Linked DNA regions of Mus musculus: regions 2, 3 and 4 are each linked to region 1. The links are chromatin contacts, called in public HiChIP or PLAC-seq and Micro-C maps. All regions are on one chromosome and are shown on one strand. Each heading gives the region's core, a stretch centred on a gene start, on an enhancer-like site or on the middle of the called end of the contact. The rest is flanking DNA. Distances are from core to core; before and after follow the strand shown. Region 1 holds the start of Slc16a1 (solute carrier family 16 (monocarboxylic acid transporters), member 1). Region 2 has its middle 25 kb from the start of Gm38412. Region 3 overlaps Lrig2 (leucine-rich repeats and immunoglobulin-like domains 2). Region 4 overlaps Lrig2 (leucine-rich repeats and immunoglobulin-like domains 2).

Evidence for each region. A called contact is a pair of places that touch in the nucleus more often than the background predicts. HiChIP or PLAC-seq counts read pairs in DNA pulled down with a chosen protein or histone mark.
Region 2: a Micro-C map of embryonic stem cells shows a contact between it and region 1, with 2.2 times the contacts expected there. The contact joins the enhancer-like site here to the promoter of Slc16a1 in region 1. A contact is called at or near these places in 1 of 39 promoter capture datasets (pre-B cells), 2 of 484 Hi-C or Micro-C datasets (both in embryonic stem cells), 3 of 115 datasets of contacts at active chromatin or transcription factors (bone marrow-derived macrophages, memory CD8 T cells and pancreatic cancer cells) and 1 of 9 other capture datasets (adipose tissue).
Region 3: a Micro-C map of embryonic stem cells shows a contact between it and region 1, with 2.0 times the contacts expected there. The contact joins the enhancer-like site here to the promoter of Slc16a1 in region 1. A contact is called at or near these places in 2 of 39 promoter capture datasets (macrophages and pre-B cells), 1 of 484 Hi-C or Micro-C datasets (embryonic stem cells), 3 of 115 datasets of contacts at active chromatin or transcription factors (the SCID.adh cell line, T-cell acute lymphoblastic leukemia and memory CD8 T cells) and 2 of 9 other capture datasets (adipose tissue and liver).
Region 4: an H3K27ac HiChIP or PLAC-seq map of embryonic stem cells shows a contact between it and region 1, with 8 read pairs. The contact joins the enhancer-like site here to the promoter of Slc16a1 in region 1. A contact is called at or near these places in 17 of 39 promoter capture datasets (the 3T3-L1 cell line, 3T3-L1-derived adipocytes, the C10 cell line and 12 more), 1 of 15 datasets of contacts at CTCF or cohesin (CD8 T cells), 9 of 484 Hi-C or Micro-C datasets (LSK cells, the MNK3 cell line, bone marrow-derived macrophages and 6 more), 10 of 115 datasets of contacts at active chromatin or transcription factors (the SCID.adh cell line, bone marrow-derived macrophages, craniofacial prominence and 4 more) and 2 of 9 other capture datasets (adipose tissue and liver).

Annotation. Positions count from the first base shown.
Region 1 is chr3:104,637,012-104,640,564 of GRCm38.p6, reverse strand. It overlaps Slc16a1 (solute carrier family 16 (monocarboxylic acid transporters), member 1), which reads right to left and starts at 1,901. Exons shown (of 5, transcript NM_009196.4): 1 at 1,737-1,901.
Region 2 is chr3:104,432,584-104,436,136 of GRCm38.p6, reverse strand. No RefSeq gene overlaps it. Among named protein-coding and RNA genes, the nearest start is that of Gm38412, 25 kb to the right of the region's middle. Within about 2 kb of position 1,831, at least 46 of the 459 cell types and tissues checked have an H3K27ac peak or open chromatin away from gene starts, as enhancers often do. A contact at or near this core is called in adipose tissue, embryonic stem cells and pre-B cells, where this site is marked.
Region 3 is chr3:104,452,940-104,456,492 of GRCm38.p6, reverse strand. It overlaps Lrig2 (leucine-rich repeats and immunoglobulin-like domains 2), which reads left to right. Exons shown (of 18, transcript NM_001025067.2): 18 at 1-2,510. Among named protein-coding and RNA genes, the nearest start is that of Gm38412, 46 kb to the right of the region's middle. Within about 2 kb of position 1,707, at least 11 of the 459 cell types and tissues checked have an H3K27ac peak or open chromatin away from gene starts, as enhancers often do. A contact at or near this core is called in embryonic stem cells, where this site is marked.
Region 4 is chr3:104,494,581-104,498,133 of GRCm38.p6, reverse strand. Lrig2 (leucine-rich repeats and immunoglobulin-like domains 2) reads left to right here. Exons shown (of 18, transcript NM_001025067.2): 2 at 580-645; 3 at 3,429-3,503. Among named protein-coding and RNA genes, the nearest start is that of Lrig2, 16 kb to the left of the region's middle. Within about 2 kb of position 2,038, at least 12 of the 459 cell types and tissues checked have an H3K27ac peak or open chromatin away from gene starts, as enhancers often do. A contact at or near this core is called in the HPC-7 cell line and embryonic stem cells, where this site is marked.

The DNA of each region.
Region 1 (3,553 bases), core at 652-3,151:
AATCTGATAAACCAACAGCATCTACTTAAACCCACAATGAAATGACTGAAATACACTTAATTAAACATTTATTCTAGGACTGGGCATGGTAGCAGACGCTTTTAATTCCAGCACTGGGGAAGCAGAAGCAGATCTCTTCTGCGCTCAAGGCCAACCTGGTCAACAGAGTTCCAGGACAGCCAGGGATACACAGAGAAGCTCTGTGTCGACCCCCCCCCCCCATCTAAAGTCTTGAATTATTGGTCATTTCTTATGATACTTGGAAAGCAAAGTTGTAAAATTTAGTCATTTTTACTTTTTTTTTTTTTTTTTTGAGAAGGGTCTCACTATGTAAAGCCTATACCTCCTGCCTGTACACCTTGGATTTAATTTCCGAAAGGTTAAGGCGATGGACTGACCACTTCCTTCTCCTTTTTTCCTCTCTCTCTCTCTCTCTCTCTCTCTCTCTCTCTCTCTCACACACACACACACACACACACACATACACATCCCCGAAGACTTGGACTTAGAAGCACCATTTACCACTTAATTAAAATAAATGAATGATGAATAAATAAATTCAAGAGTCTCTTATTCAGCTGAGAAAAACAAGCAAAACACGAGAACAAAAACCCACCCTGCTTGATTTAATTCCCATCCACCCTTTCCCAAACTCTCGTACAATTACTAATCTCACACATCAGCATATACTCATTTAAAACCAAAGTAATTTTTTTTCAATGCCGACGATCAAACTTTGGAGCCTCAGGCATGGTAGGCCAGGCAGGTAGGTACTCATGCCACTGAGCAACACACCCCGAGCCTAAGCGGAATGACGCCTTAAGATTTCAAAATTAGTTATGGGTAAAAAAAAACAAAAGTAGTTTGTCACTGTGTAACTACTAGCAGTAGCCCGCCAGTTTATAATGAGCCACTGGAAAACGGGAAAAGACTGAAGTAGTAACACGTGCGTTTCCTGGTTGAGTGATCAGACGCTAGTTTTCGTAACTGCTGGTTGCACCAAAAACGCCATCATAAAGAAAAGCTAAAATGTACTCGGCAAAGGGATGTACTTGGCCCAGAAAGTGTGCTCTGACCAAATATAAGGACGTTTAAATCTGCTCCACAGGGATGCCTTGGGACCCCGTGCCCGCGGCAGACGCGCCGAAGCCACAGGTTGGACCATAAAGAGCCCCTTCCTCAAAGTTCACTCGAACCCCGTAGTCTTGTACCGGCGGTCCGCAATGCAGCTCCTCACATTCCTCACACCACTCTAGCAAGTCACCTGGTGGGACACCGATTGGCAGACCGGGGAGGCTGGGCGGGTATGCCACGAGTCCTAAGTAACTCCCGCCCCAGCAGAAGGCGGCAGGAGTGCACCACGTGAAGCGGCCTCAGGTCGTCCCTCTTCCCGACCTAAGCATCTCTCCAGGCGCCTAGAGTAGGCAGCGCTGGAAGCGTCTCCCCCAAGGTCACCGGGCACCATGACCCGACTCCCGCAGCCCGGCGGCCGCCACCTGACCACGGGCCCGCAGCTCGGCCGGGAGAGACGCTGTGCCCAGCGCCTCAAGGTCCCCTTCACCCACGCCACGTTCCGGGCCACGCGGCTCCGCGCGCCCAGGATGCCGCGTCGCTCGCCCCGACCCTTGCCCCAGGGAGGAAAGTCCCCGCGTGCCCGCGGGGCTCCGCGACCCCACCGGGGCACCAAGGGCACCGCGGATTCCGTGCCGCGCGCTGCCCGCTCAGCCCGGACTAACCGTTATGTGTGTCTCGCGGCGCCCGGAGTATGCGTGACGCGGCGGCGCGGGCCGCAGTTCCTCGGAGCCGGGGGGGTCCCGCTCGTGTCCCCTGCCCGCCGCCGGGCTCCTTGGCTGCTGCACCTACACGACCGACCAGTCACGTCGCAGCTCGCCACTTTGTCTGGCGGGGCAGGCGCGGCTGCCTTATAACCCGCGGGGGCCGGAGCATGCGCACAGGGGGTGGAGTCGGCCTTCCCGGCCGCCGCCCCCTCCCTGCCATACATACTCCCAGCTCGGCATCTCGCGCCTCCACACGCTGCGGGCTGCGCGTGCCCGCTCGCTCGCTCGGGCGCGCGCGCCGGCGCCCCCCTTCCCGCCACGTGACCCGGCGCCGCGGCCCGGAGACCCCGCACATCCTTATCAGCGCTCTGAGGGGGTAGCTTCTTTTGGCGCGTGCCGGGGACGCCATCGTGGGCCTCACCCCTCAGGCTCTGGAGGAGAAAAGGGGAAAAAAAAACTGCCCTGAGGGCGGACCCTGAGGTGCAGAGGGCGAAGGCGATGGACCGTCGGAGTCCGGGGACTGAACAGCATTTTGAATGGACGGACACTGGTAGACTCCGATGTGGGCCTGGAACCCGGGCTCGGGGACCCTGGGAAGTTGCTGGAACCCTCCGGGCCTGTTTCCTTGCGCTACATCAGCCACTATGGAGGCGTTAGGAAGTTTAATGTGCGATTTTACGCAAGTATCTCGTCACAGAGCCTGACCTGTGGCATTTGATGAACGCTTAGTTTAAGGACAAGCCGGTCAGGAGAAACTGGCCCCGGGGCAGAGAGTGTGTACGTTGGAAACGCTGATATGAGCATGCTCTTAGGCCAGAAGTTTATGAACACTGGATTTGGGGGACGGGTCGGGATTATGGCTAGTGGGATTAGGACAGTTGCATGCTAAGTAAGCACTGTACCAGAATTATCTTGTATGATCTTCACAACCGTATTAGGTGCCAAGAAGATCTTGTAACTAAGGAACCCCGGGCTTCACGAGGTTAACTGGCAGAAGTCACCAGGCTAGGAAGTCGCCAACATTTAAAGTCAAAGCCACAGAGCCTGGTGTCACAAGAGCCATTTTCGGTTCTTCACCAAGCCCAGATTCCAAAGTGTCTTGAAGTGGTAAACTAGTGAGTACTCTTGATGGCCAGGACCCTTGATATTTTTATTATTACGAGATGGGTATTTGGTTGGTTGTTTTTGATTTCTTGTTTTTTTTTTTTTTTTTTTTTTTTTTTTTTGAGATAGCCTCGTGTGTGTGTATAGCTCCACCTGGCCTGGAACTCATCATGTAGATCAGGCTGGCTTCGAACTAAGAGAGCAAACATGAAAAAAAAAAAAAAATCAACCCGCCTCTGTCTCCCTACCGCTAAGATTATTTGTTTAATTTTGTGTTTTGAGACATGGCCTTATTATGTATTCTCTTGGCTGGCCTGAAACTTGTAACGTTGATTAGACTGGCCTCAAACTCAAGAGATCCGCCTGGTTTTGCTTCAGTGCTGCTATTAAAGGCATGTGCTCCATCACACCCAGTGAGAATATTTTTTAAAGTCAGGCCTTCTGGCTTCCAAGGCTCTTACTGCATACCAAGATCCTGCCCTCCCCGCCATTTGCTCTTCGACCTCTCCCTACCTACACTGGTTTTCCTAATCCTCCGAAATAGGCCCTCTACTTAGTTTTGTGGATGAAGAACCAGAGATTGAAAAGAGGCCCTGTGTGCCCCAGCACTCAGGAGGCAGAGGCAGGCAGATTTCTGAGTTCGAGGCCAGCCTGGTCTGCAAAGTGAGTTC
Region 2 (3,553 bases), core at 582-3,081, 200 kb after region 1:
ACTCTTGAGTGTAAACAACAGGAACTGCCTCTCAATAAAGAGGACTTTTACTGGCAGTATCATGAAGGCTTCCAGAATCCCATAAAGAGAGGCAAAAGGATGGGCCTAGAAAATAGACAAAAGCGCCATAATGGTCAGTGGCCAGGCAGTGGAGTGGGTGGAGATGAGCCCTTCACGGGCCATCATCAGCACCCTAACAGCAGGCAGGTTAGCAAGGATAGAGTGTAATGAGTTGGGTCATAGTTTGATGGGATGTGGGAGACACCAGACTGAAGACCCAAAGACCAAGGGCAGGGTCTAATGGGGATTGGTCATACCTGAGTTCCCCTCGTGGGTCCTGGATGTCTAGATTCTTTCTGGCCTCTCTGCGCAGCCTTCTGTTCTCCCATATTTTTTGAGATGTTTTGGGACCTTAGGACTTTAAACTAAGGAAGGTATGTCAGTTTTTGACCTCTGTATTCAATTTTTAATCAACATATTGCATGTCCTCATGAGCTACAACGTGGCTGCGATTTTTCAGTGTCTGTGCACAATGTGTTATGATTGGATCAGGATGACTGGCGTATCCATCACCTCAGACAGTTCTCATTTCTCAGTATGGGAACGTGTGAAATCCTCCCACCAGCTACTTGCCCGCCACCGTTAAACCCTGGATGCTATAGGGCCTTAGCAGCGATTCCTCCCATCCGGCTGCAACCCTCTGCTCACTAACCACTCTCTCTACATCTCTGCTCAGGTTCTGGACCATTGTATCTCTCTGCATTCAGCCAGGATATGATTCAGTACACAGTGTCTTTCTTGACACTTGCTTGATTTACGTCACTTACGTCCAATTCCACCCATGTTGGGCGAATGACACAGTTGTGTTCCTGTTTATGCACAAATAATATTCTATTGTGTGTTTACTTTTTTTTTTTTTTTTTTTTTTTTTTTAAGAACAGTGTTTCTCTGTGTAGCCCTGGCTGTCCTGGAACTTTCACAGAGATCTGATGCCTCTGTCTTCCAAGTATGGGGATTAAAGGTATGTGCCACCACACTTTATGTTCGTATCCATTTGTCTGTTACTGGGCACCTAGGCTGATCCTACCTTCGCTGCTGTGAATTGCGGCCATTTAACTCTGAGCCACAGACTCTTGGTTGGGCTGATTTCAGTTTATCTTAATATACACTCAGCTTTCTGGGTCACATTGCAGTTGTGTTCCTTGTTTTGTAAGGCAGATGCACGCTGTTTCTCTGGTGGCCATGCTCCCAACTGCTGTGCTCAAGGCTCTCTTTGCTCAACATTTCCACCGGCATTTGTTACCTTCGTCTTTTTAATAATTGACATCTTATCAGGGCTGACTTGATGTCCCATTGTGTGTGTGTGTGTGTGTGTGTATGTGTGAGAAAGAGAGAGAGAGAGAGAGAGAGAGAGAGAGAGAGAGAGAGAGAGAGAGAGAGAGAGAGAGAGAGAGAGAGACATGAGCACAGGAACCTGCAGAGGTCAGAGGGTGTCAGGTCCCCGAGGGCTAGCATTAAGGGCAGCCGTGAAGCAATATAGGTGCTGGGAACTGAACCTCTCTCTGCAAGAGCAGCACTGCTCGTATCTGCTGAGTCATCTCCCCTCCGTTTTGTGCCCCCTGGTGATGGATGACAACCCTGTGATTGTTGACTATCTGTGTATCTTCTTTGGAGAAATCTAGTTAGGGCTTGGGCTCCTTTTAACCAATTTATGATTTTTGTGTGGGTTTGTTTTCTACTGAGTTGTTTGAATTCCTTACAGAGAGTGTTAGAGAACGCCTGCCCCGCCCCTCTGTTACGTTTGTGGGAGGGGTCGGTTTTCTCTTTCTTCTCAGTTTCTGCCCGGAGGCAGGGGCAGGGTCACAGCCACTTTGCTCAAATCCCAAAGTGTTCCCTGTGTCCCGCTGCTCTACTGATTTCATAGTGTCTGATTTATTTATTTTACTCTTAAGTCTTTAATCCATTTTGATTTTTTTTTTTTTTTTACATAGTGATGGATGGGAACCTAGTTTCATCTGCCTATGCATATGCAGTTCACCCAGGACTATTGTTAAAAAGAACTTTCATTTTCCATGTGTTACATGGGCAAACACACGGGTTCTAGTTCTCTATCTCACTGGACAGTATCGCCTGCCTTGCTGTGTGGTCACTCTAGCTTTGTAGCATGTTGTGAAGTCAGGAGTTACAATGCCCTCAGCTTTGCTCTTTCTAGATAAGATTACTTTGGAACTTTGGGGTTGGGAATTCCATATAAATCCCCCACCCTCCCCCCAACCCCCTCTCGCTCTCCCCACACCCCAGTACTGGAGACTGAATCGATAGCCTCATTATGCTAGGCAGGTGCAGGTGCTGGACTACTGAGCCACATCCCAGCCCCCCACCCCCCTTCTGTTTGGAACACCACCGGTATTCAGATGGACGTAATGTGGAATCTGTAGATCACGTTCAGAAGTGTGGACAGTTTCACTGGATGAACTCTTCCAGTCAGCAAACATAAGAAACCTTTTGTTTTTCATTTTCTTTCATAGAGTCTCTTGACTTTGTTTTTTTTTTTTTTTTTTTTCTCTTTGGACTATAAAATTCTTTTCCCTCAAATCAATATTTTTTTTTAAAGTGACTTTTCTAAGTGGGCCAGTGACTGACTAGTGTGTTTAACTCCTGTTACACTGACAGGATTAAAAGCAAGCCCAGTTCTCCCATTCATGCCTCAGAGTAGTAACAAAGGGTGTATTCCTTGGGAATATAGAAATGGTTATTTTGCTGTTTTAGTATGCAGAGTTGAATTCATATATCTAACACACACACACACACACACACACACACTATACACACATAAACCCCTCCGAGAGAGAGAGAGAGAGAGAGAGAGAGAGAGAGAGAGAGAGAGAGAGAGAGAGTTTTTAAGCTAGGAAAAAAAGAGTTTGCCTCTCATGACTCGTGCCCTTTACCTACATTCTGACCTTCCGCCTCACCTAATATTACCCCATTTTCTAAGTTCTAGGCTATACCCATACTTAATACCTGTTCACATATATTCATGTATATATTCTAGGCTATAGCTCCTATATGAGGAAGAATTTTCTTTTCTTTCTTTTGTGGTCTTCTGGAGTTTAAGATTATGTTCCCTTAATGTTACACTTTTGAGATCCATTCATCTCCTGCAAGTTTCATGCTCTTTACAGCAGAATAATACCCTATTTTGTACATGAAGCACATTTTCATTACCCGTTCTCCTGCTGCTGGACATGCAGGCTGGTTGCGTAAGCACATGAACGTGCAGGCATCTCTGAGGTAGGACATGGAGTTCTTTGGGCCAAGGCCTAGGAATGGTATAGGCAGGTTATATGGTAATTCTATTTTTCCTTTTTTTTTTTGAGACTCTGATCTGATTCCCACAGTGGTTGTTTCAGTCTGCCCTCCCACCGGCAGCAAACGAGGCTTCTTTTCCCCCCACATTCTTACCAACATCTGTTGTCGAATTTCTATTTATTTATTTTGGTTTTTTGAAACAGGGTTTCCCTGTATAGCCCTGGCTGTCCGGAAACTCACTCTG
Region 3 (3,553 bases), core at 458-2,957, 180 kb after region 1:
GCTTTCAGTCTGTCCTATGAGTATAATACCAGCTTCCTGCTCTCAACTTTTAAAGGTGTCTATTTATAAGTAACTGTATATATACAGAGTTCCAAACTCACAGCTTCTTAGCTTTTTGTCAGAAAGTTCAGGTGAATTTCTGACATTTTTTTCCCATGCTTTTTTTTTCAAACCTAAGTTTTCTTCCTCAGACAGCAGCACTGTTTGCTTTTGAAACTTTCGCTTTTTATTTAAACATGTTTTCTTCATTTCCACTTTGAACATTTAAAATGTATAGTGCTCTCATCTGTTTAGACTGTATGCCTTCTTTTAGGCTGTATTCCAGGTTTTTTACTGGTATGACAAGGCATTAAGAGCCTGCTCCCTTGGCACTGCTCGTGCTGGCTGTGTGTCTGAGTCTTACTGATAGAAAGAGACTGTTTATTAGCTGCTCTAAGCTGCTCTCCAGTTCCCGCCAGGAACCAAAGAGGATTGTGCCACTTGAGTGAAGAGCTGCCTTTGTGAACTGTTAGCTAGATCAAGGGTGATGCTGCTCCATCTAACTTGAGCTGTATTTATCTTGCCAATACAAGACTTAACGGTCTAAGACATGCTCAGGGGAGGAAAAAATGTTCTGCTTCTAAACACTGTCAGTAAACAAAAAACTCACATCCGAATTGGAAAAGTTGTCTTTTGTCTGGAAGCTGCTGCTCACAGGAGGCTCAGGATGGAGGTATACAGCAGCTCATTTATAGCTGGCCATCCCACTTTGTCTGTGGTCAGAGTTCTGTGCCCTCACGGAGAGCCCAGGGTAGTCAGGGTAGAGAGCAGGCCTTGACCTGGTCCTCTAGAAACACCTTACCCAAGATATCGCCTCCAAGCTCCAGCTGTGGCCCTTCTGCTGCGGTGTCCATTGGATCTCCTGAGAATTGGGGAGATGTTGACCTGCCTGCGCTTCCAGATCCCTGGCTGGCCTGAGTAACTGATTAGGAACCCATTTACAGACGAGAAGAGCCTGCCTCTGCTCCTGAAATAACAACAGAAGATTCTTACCCTAGAGAATTTGGTTTCACGTTTGACCATAGGACTAGTGTCTGCTTAGTTAACAAAATAATCTTCTCTGTGTTCACAACTAAAAACATGAAATTATGGCATCATTTTTCTGAAAAACAAAACCAATCCTACATTTCAGATACAAATGTCAGTGACAAACAATTTAAGTATATGTTGTATTATACATCTTTACTCTTGATTTTAATTTTTTTATTTTTAGCAGCCACTGGCCTTGAACTCTCTTGTCTCTCCCTCCCAAATGTGGAGACTAGATATATCTGGCTAGATTGATTTTTGTTCTTGCCTATAGAGCCAGCTGGAGTGGTATTGGTATTACAGTGTTCAGTTTATATTTTACCAAGTGTGTGAGGATGGCCTTTTCTCATAACACACTACAGGAGTAAGGAGTAGTAACAGGGAAATGTGGCTGTTTCCCTCAGGACTGGGATTCAACCATCAGGTTCCTGAATGCCCGGTACATGTCCTCCCACTCAACTCAGGCCCTGTATTTGTTCTCCTTAAGTGAGATATAGTTCATCTTTGGGCCTTTTTTCCAGGCTTTTGGCATTCCTAGGTATTAAACCTATAGCTTCCTATATACCAGGCAAGTGTTCTACCTCTAAGCTGCAGCCTCAGCTGAACTGTTGTTCAAATTAATGGGTGGTTATAAGAACAATGGGGCCATGAATAGTTGAGCTGTTTGCTTCTGTTAGATCTCTTTCCCAGTCCAGTGTGGAGGTATGCTCCCATCTACTTTCAGCTTTTTGTTTGGAACATGGTTAAATATACAGCAGTTAGTCTAGATTTCCTCTCCTCTCCTCTCCTCTCTGCTCCTTTCCTTTCCTTTCCCCCTTTTTTTTTTTTTTTTTTTGGACATCTGTCTGGTTCATTGGCAGAAGTACCAAGTTCCTGAGGTAAGGCTGTATTGGGGACATCTGAAAATGGAAGAATTACTTGCAGGATTGTGAGAAGGTGGGAGGTGAAAGGGTTGGTGTATGATGTCCTAGGAGTCAAGCCCAGGCAAGTGCTCTCAAGGCCGGTGTGCTGTAAGTTAGGGTTTGGATCCTCTCCCTCTCATTTGTATATTGTTTCCTCGAAGTCCTGATAATCAGGTGAAGAGCAGCGTGGCTTGTCTGCGCATGTTGTTGGGTGTGAAGTGATCTTGTAGCACCTGTAACTGTTTTCAAAGAGGAGCTGATCTTCAGGTGGCCAAGTGTCCTTGAAGTATTACCTGGCTGCTGGAGACGCCTCTTCACCCCTGCCTGACTTATACTCCCTGCCACCCTCTGTTCTCTTGCCCATTAGAGGGTGTCAGGCTGAGCAGCCCTGGTGTAAGGCGCCTCTAAAGGGAAGTACAAGCCAAGTGGTCTCATGTGGCTGTTTCCTGGTATCCTTTATATTTTCTCACATAAGAATGTATATTTTACAGAGCATGTGTTCGTCCTGTCTACTGTAATGTCAATAAAGCTAAGACATTATGATTCTCTGGTCTTCTCTTGCCTAAAGTATAGGAATGAATAGTGTATTTTGTTTGGGCCCTTTTGAGAGGACTTTTCAAGTAGTTAAGATGATGAACTTGCTTTTCTCTAGCTTTTACCAAGTCCTAATTTCTGAGCCTGATGCTGGCCACGCCCTGGAATGGAGCTGGGCTGGGAGTGGGTGGCTGGGGCACTGCATGCTCTCCTGCTTGTCCTTCCTGAGGTCCACTGTGGTGCCAGGTGCTAGGTGCTGGGAGACAAATGGGCTCAAGAGTCATGAAAGTGTCCATTGCAAGGGGGGAATTTGAGAACAATACTTTCCAGTCTGGTTTGGTTAACTTGGTATTTGAGGAGTGTCAGTTTTCTGTACCTTTGTTCTACCACCTCAGTGTTTGGTCTCTCTGGGGCGTAGGCTCCTTGGAGACTGGGCTTGTTACACTGATCTCATTGTGCACATCTGCCACACTCTGGGAAGCACTCGTCTGAATCTTCCAGCGGTCTGGGGGTATATATAGCTCAGGAAGACAGCTTTAATCTGCATTATGTAGTTAAGGAAAGTGCTTCAGGGAAACCATATACCTAGTAGCAAGAAACCATGAGGCAGTGCTGGAGAGATGGCTCAGCGGGTAAGAGCACTGGCTGCTTGCTCTTCCAGAGGTCCTGAGTTCAATTCCCAGCAACCACATGGCGGCTCACAACCATCTGTAATGTGATCTGATGCCCTCTTCTGGTATGTCTGAAGATAGCTACAGTGCACTCATATAAATACATAATACATAAATCTTAAAAAAGGAAAGAAAAAGAAAAGAAACTGTGAGGCTTTCCAGTTTTGTTGAGTATAGCCTTTTGTAGAAGGATCTGATGGTGTTTTGGATTTCTTCAGGATCTGTTGTTATGTCTCCCTTTTCATTTCTGATTTTGTTAATTAGGATTTTGTCCCTGTGCCCTTTAGTGAGTCTAGCTAAGGGTTTATCTATCTTGTTGATTTTCTCAAAGAACCAACTCCTCGTTTGGTTAATTCTTTGAATAGTTCTTCTTGTTTC
Region 4 (3,553 bases), core at 789-3,288, 140 kb after region 1:
TGAGACTGAATTTTACTGTGTAGCTCTGGCTGGTCTGGAGCTTGATCTGTAGACCAGGCTGGCCTGAAACTTGTGCCTGTGCTTTCTAAGTACTGGGATTAAGGTGTGTACCACGACACCTGGGTAGACTCTGGCCTCAGTGGGCAAGAATGCGCCTGGTCCCACAGTGACTGGGTGGGGTGGTGGTGGTGATGGTGGTGGTGATGGTGGTGGTGGTGGTGGTATTAGTGTGTGTGTGACATCCAGAGGGGTCTTCGCTCTTTCAGAAGAGAAAGGGAAAGTAGAATAGGGAGAGGACTTGAGTGAGGGGGTACTGGGAGGAGATGAAGGACTGATACTGAGTTGTAAAGTAAATAAATAAATTAATGAATTAAAGAAAAAAGTTACCTTTGTAGGACTTAGTATTCCTGTTTTAGTTTTGTACTTCCTCCCTTCTCCTCCCTTCTAGAGCACACTAAAGAGTTGCCTAGATCTTAGCTCCTCTACCATTGAGACATATCTTCTTAGCCCCTGTTCTGTTTGGTTTTTCTCTGAGGTCTAGCTTCCACCACTAAGCTCAGTATATCTGTCTTCTTTCAGGGATTTGAGTCATAACCGGTTGTCTAACTGGAACAACACCTTGGAATCACAAACATTACAAGAAGTGTAAGTTATTTTTATTCATTCAATATTAAAGTCTTTAAAGTAACCTAATTATGAATTTGAATATTTTTGGTGTGTATTTGTGTGTCTGTGTGTGTACCTGTGCACTGTAAGTTCTTGTGGAGTCCAGAGATTAACATTTAGTATCTTTGTGAGTTGCTTGTCTGCTTTACTTATTTAAAATAATGCTTTTATTTCTTTTGTGAATTTCATATATTTTGATCATATTCTTTCTCTTCCTCCAACTCCTCCCAGATCCTCACATACTTCCCTATATTGCCAACTTCACATTCTCTCTCTTTTTTGTCTTTGTTTTTTTGAAAAAGGGTTTCACTGTGTAGCCATTGCTGGACAGGAACTCACTTTGTGGATCAGGCTGGCCTCAAACTCACAAAAATCTACCTACCTCTGCCACCACATCCAGCACTCTTTCTTTCTCTTAAAAAACAAAAACAAGGGGCTGGAGAGATGATGGCTCAGGGGTTATGAGCGTTGACTGCTCTTCCAAAGGACCAGGGTTCAAGTCCCAGCACCCATATGGCTGCTCACTGCTGTCTCCAAGATCTGACACTTTCACACAGATATACAGGCAAACAAAACTCCAGTGCATATAAAATAAAATTAGATAAAATAGAAAAGAACAAAAACTAAACAAGCAAGCAAGCAAACAAGGAGTCTAATTTGTGTTGGCTATCTCTTCCTGAGCATGGAGCCTTCCCTGGCGTATGGTTGATAGACTCAGTATCACTCCACTGAAGAAAACAGATTTCCTCTCCTAGCAGTTAACCAATTGCAAATAGCTTTTTGTCTTGAAGTGGGACTTTGTGCCCACTTCCCCTTGGGGTTTTGTCTGGCTTGAGCTTGTGCAGGTCTTGTGCTTGCTGTCACAGTCTCTGAGTTCGTATGTGCATTTGCCCTGTTGTGTTGAGAAGACAGCTGTTTCCTTGAAGTTACCCATTACTTCTGGTTCTTAGGATCTTTCTGCCTCCTCTTTTTCATAGACCTCTGAACCTTGATGGGAGAGGTTTGGTATAGATTTTGCATTTAGGGCTGAACATTCCAAAGTTCTTTCTTTCTGCACATTGATTAGTTAATTACCATTTACTTCAAGAAGCTTCTCTGTGGGGCGTGGTATCGAATGCCTTTAATTCCAGCACTCGGGAGGGGCCAGCCTGGTCTACCAAGTGAATTCCAGACAGCCAGGGCTATACAGAGAAACCCTGTCTTGAAAAACAAACAAACAAACCAAACCAAAACAAAACAACAACAACAACCAACGAAACCAACAAACAGCTTCTCTGATGAGGGTTGAGAGAGACACTGATGTATGTGTATAGCAATATGTCATTAGGAGTTGTTTCATTGATATGCTTATTTAGCAGAATAATAGTAGTGGATTTCCCCTTAGGGCCTATGACCTAGCTTCTTGGCCTCTTCTACCTTATTTTTTGAAGCATCATCTTTGAAATCTGTACTACATAGACTGGTCATTGGTCATCAGGGATCCATGTAGCTCCACTTTCCCACCTCAGTACTGGGTGTACAGATGTGTGCTGCTCTGTTCAGCTTTATATTGGTTTTAGGGATCCAAACTCCGGTCCTCATGTTTGTACAGCAAGAGCTTTACTGCCTGGGCCATTTCTCCAATATGAATTTGGGAATTTTTAATCTAGAGTTGCTGTGAAAAAAATTGAAGGAATTGAAGGCTGGAGATATGGCTTTGTGGTAAAGAGCACTTGATGCTCTTTCAGAGGACATGAATTCCATACCCAGCAACCATGCGAGGCAGCTCATAACTACCCTACTATCCTACTACTGAGCTACACCTCTATCCCACCCTTTAAAAATTTTCTAAAATTAAAACATAGTTGCATCACTTCTTCAGACCCCCTTTAAAAAACTTTTTATTATTTTATGTGTATGGGTAGTTTGCCTGCATGCATGTCTGTGCATCACATGCATGCAGGATTCACAGGAAGTCAGATACCATGGAACTGCAGTTAGAGACAGTTGTGAGTTGCTGTATGGATTCTGGGAATCAAACCTGAGTCTTCTGGAAGAGCACCCAGTACTTTTAACCATGGAACTCTCTCTTCAGTCCCTCAGTATCTTGCTAAATAGCTTAGATTGGTTTAGACCATACTGTGTAGGACAGGCTGGCCAGTGGACCTGTGCATCCTCTTACATGCGTCAAAGGACAGGGGTTACTGGCACGTGTTATCATATCTGGCACAAGCCTTTGTAATACTGATTTTTCTTTTTCTTTTTTGTTGCTGTTGATTTGTTTTTGTTTTTTGTTTTTGTGACAGACTTTCTGTTATATACTTCAGACTGATTTTGAACTTACATTCTCCTTCCTTTCCCTCTGAAGTAATGGGATTACAGATATGCTAGAACTACATCCAGTATGTAATGCTGACTTTAATGGTAGATCATTACTATGAAGCAGCACATTAAAATTGCTAATTTCTTAGAGCTGGAGAGGTAGCTCAGCTTAAGCACACATACTGCTCTTGTAGAGGACCTGAGTTTGGTTTCCAACACACACATTGGGTGGCTGCCACCTTAACTCAAGCTTCAGGGGGTTCAATGCCACTGGTTTCTGAAGGCACTGCACTTAAATGTACACTTAAAGTCCTAAAAATATCGAATTTCTCAAAGTTATATATACTTAGTCTCAGTCATAGGCCCTTTCAAATTTGGATATATTAAGATATTAGCCAAAACCAGAATTGAAGAGGTAATTTCCATTATTAACCTTTAAAACTTTTTTCTCTTTTGCTTAGGAAAATGAATTACAATGAGCTAACAGAGATACCATATTTTGGAGAACCAACACCTAATATTACTCTACTTTCATTGTAAGTTAAGATTTCAAATTTCTTATTTAATTATGAGGTGTGTGTGTGTG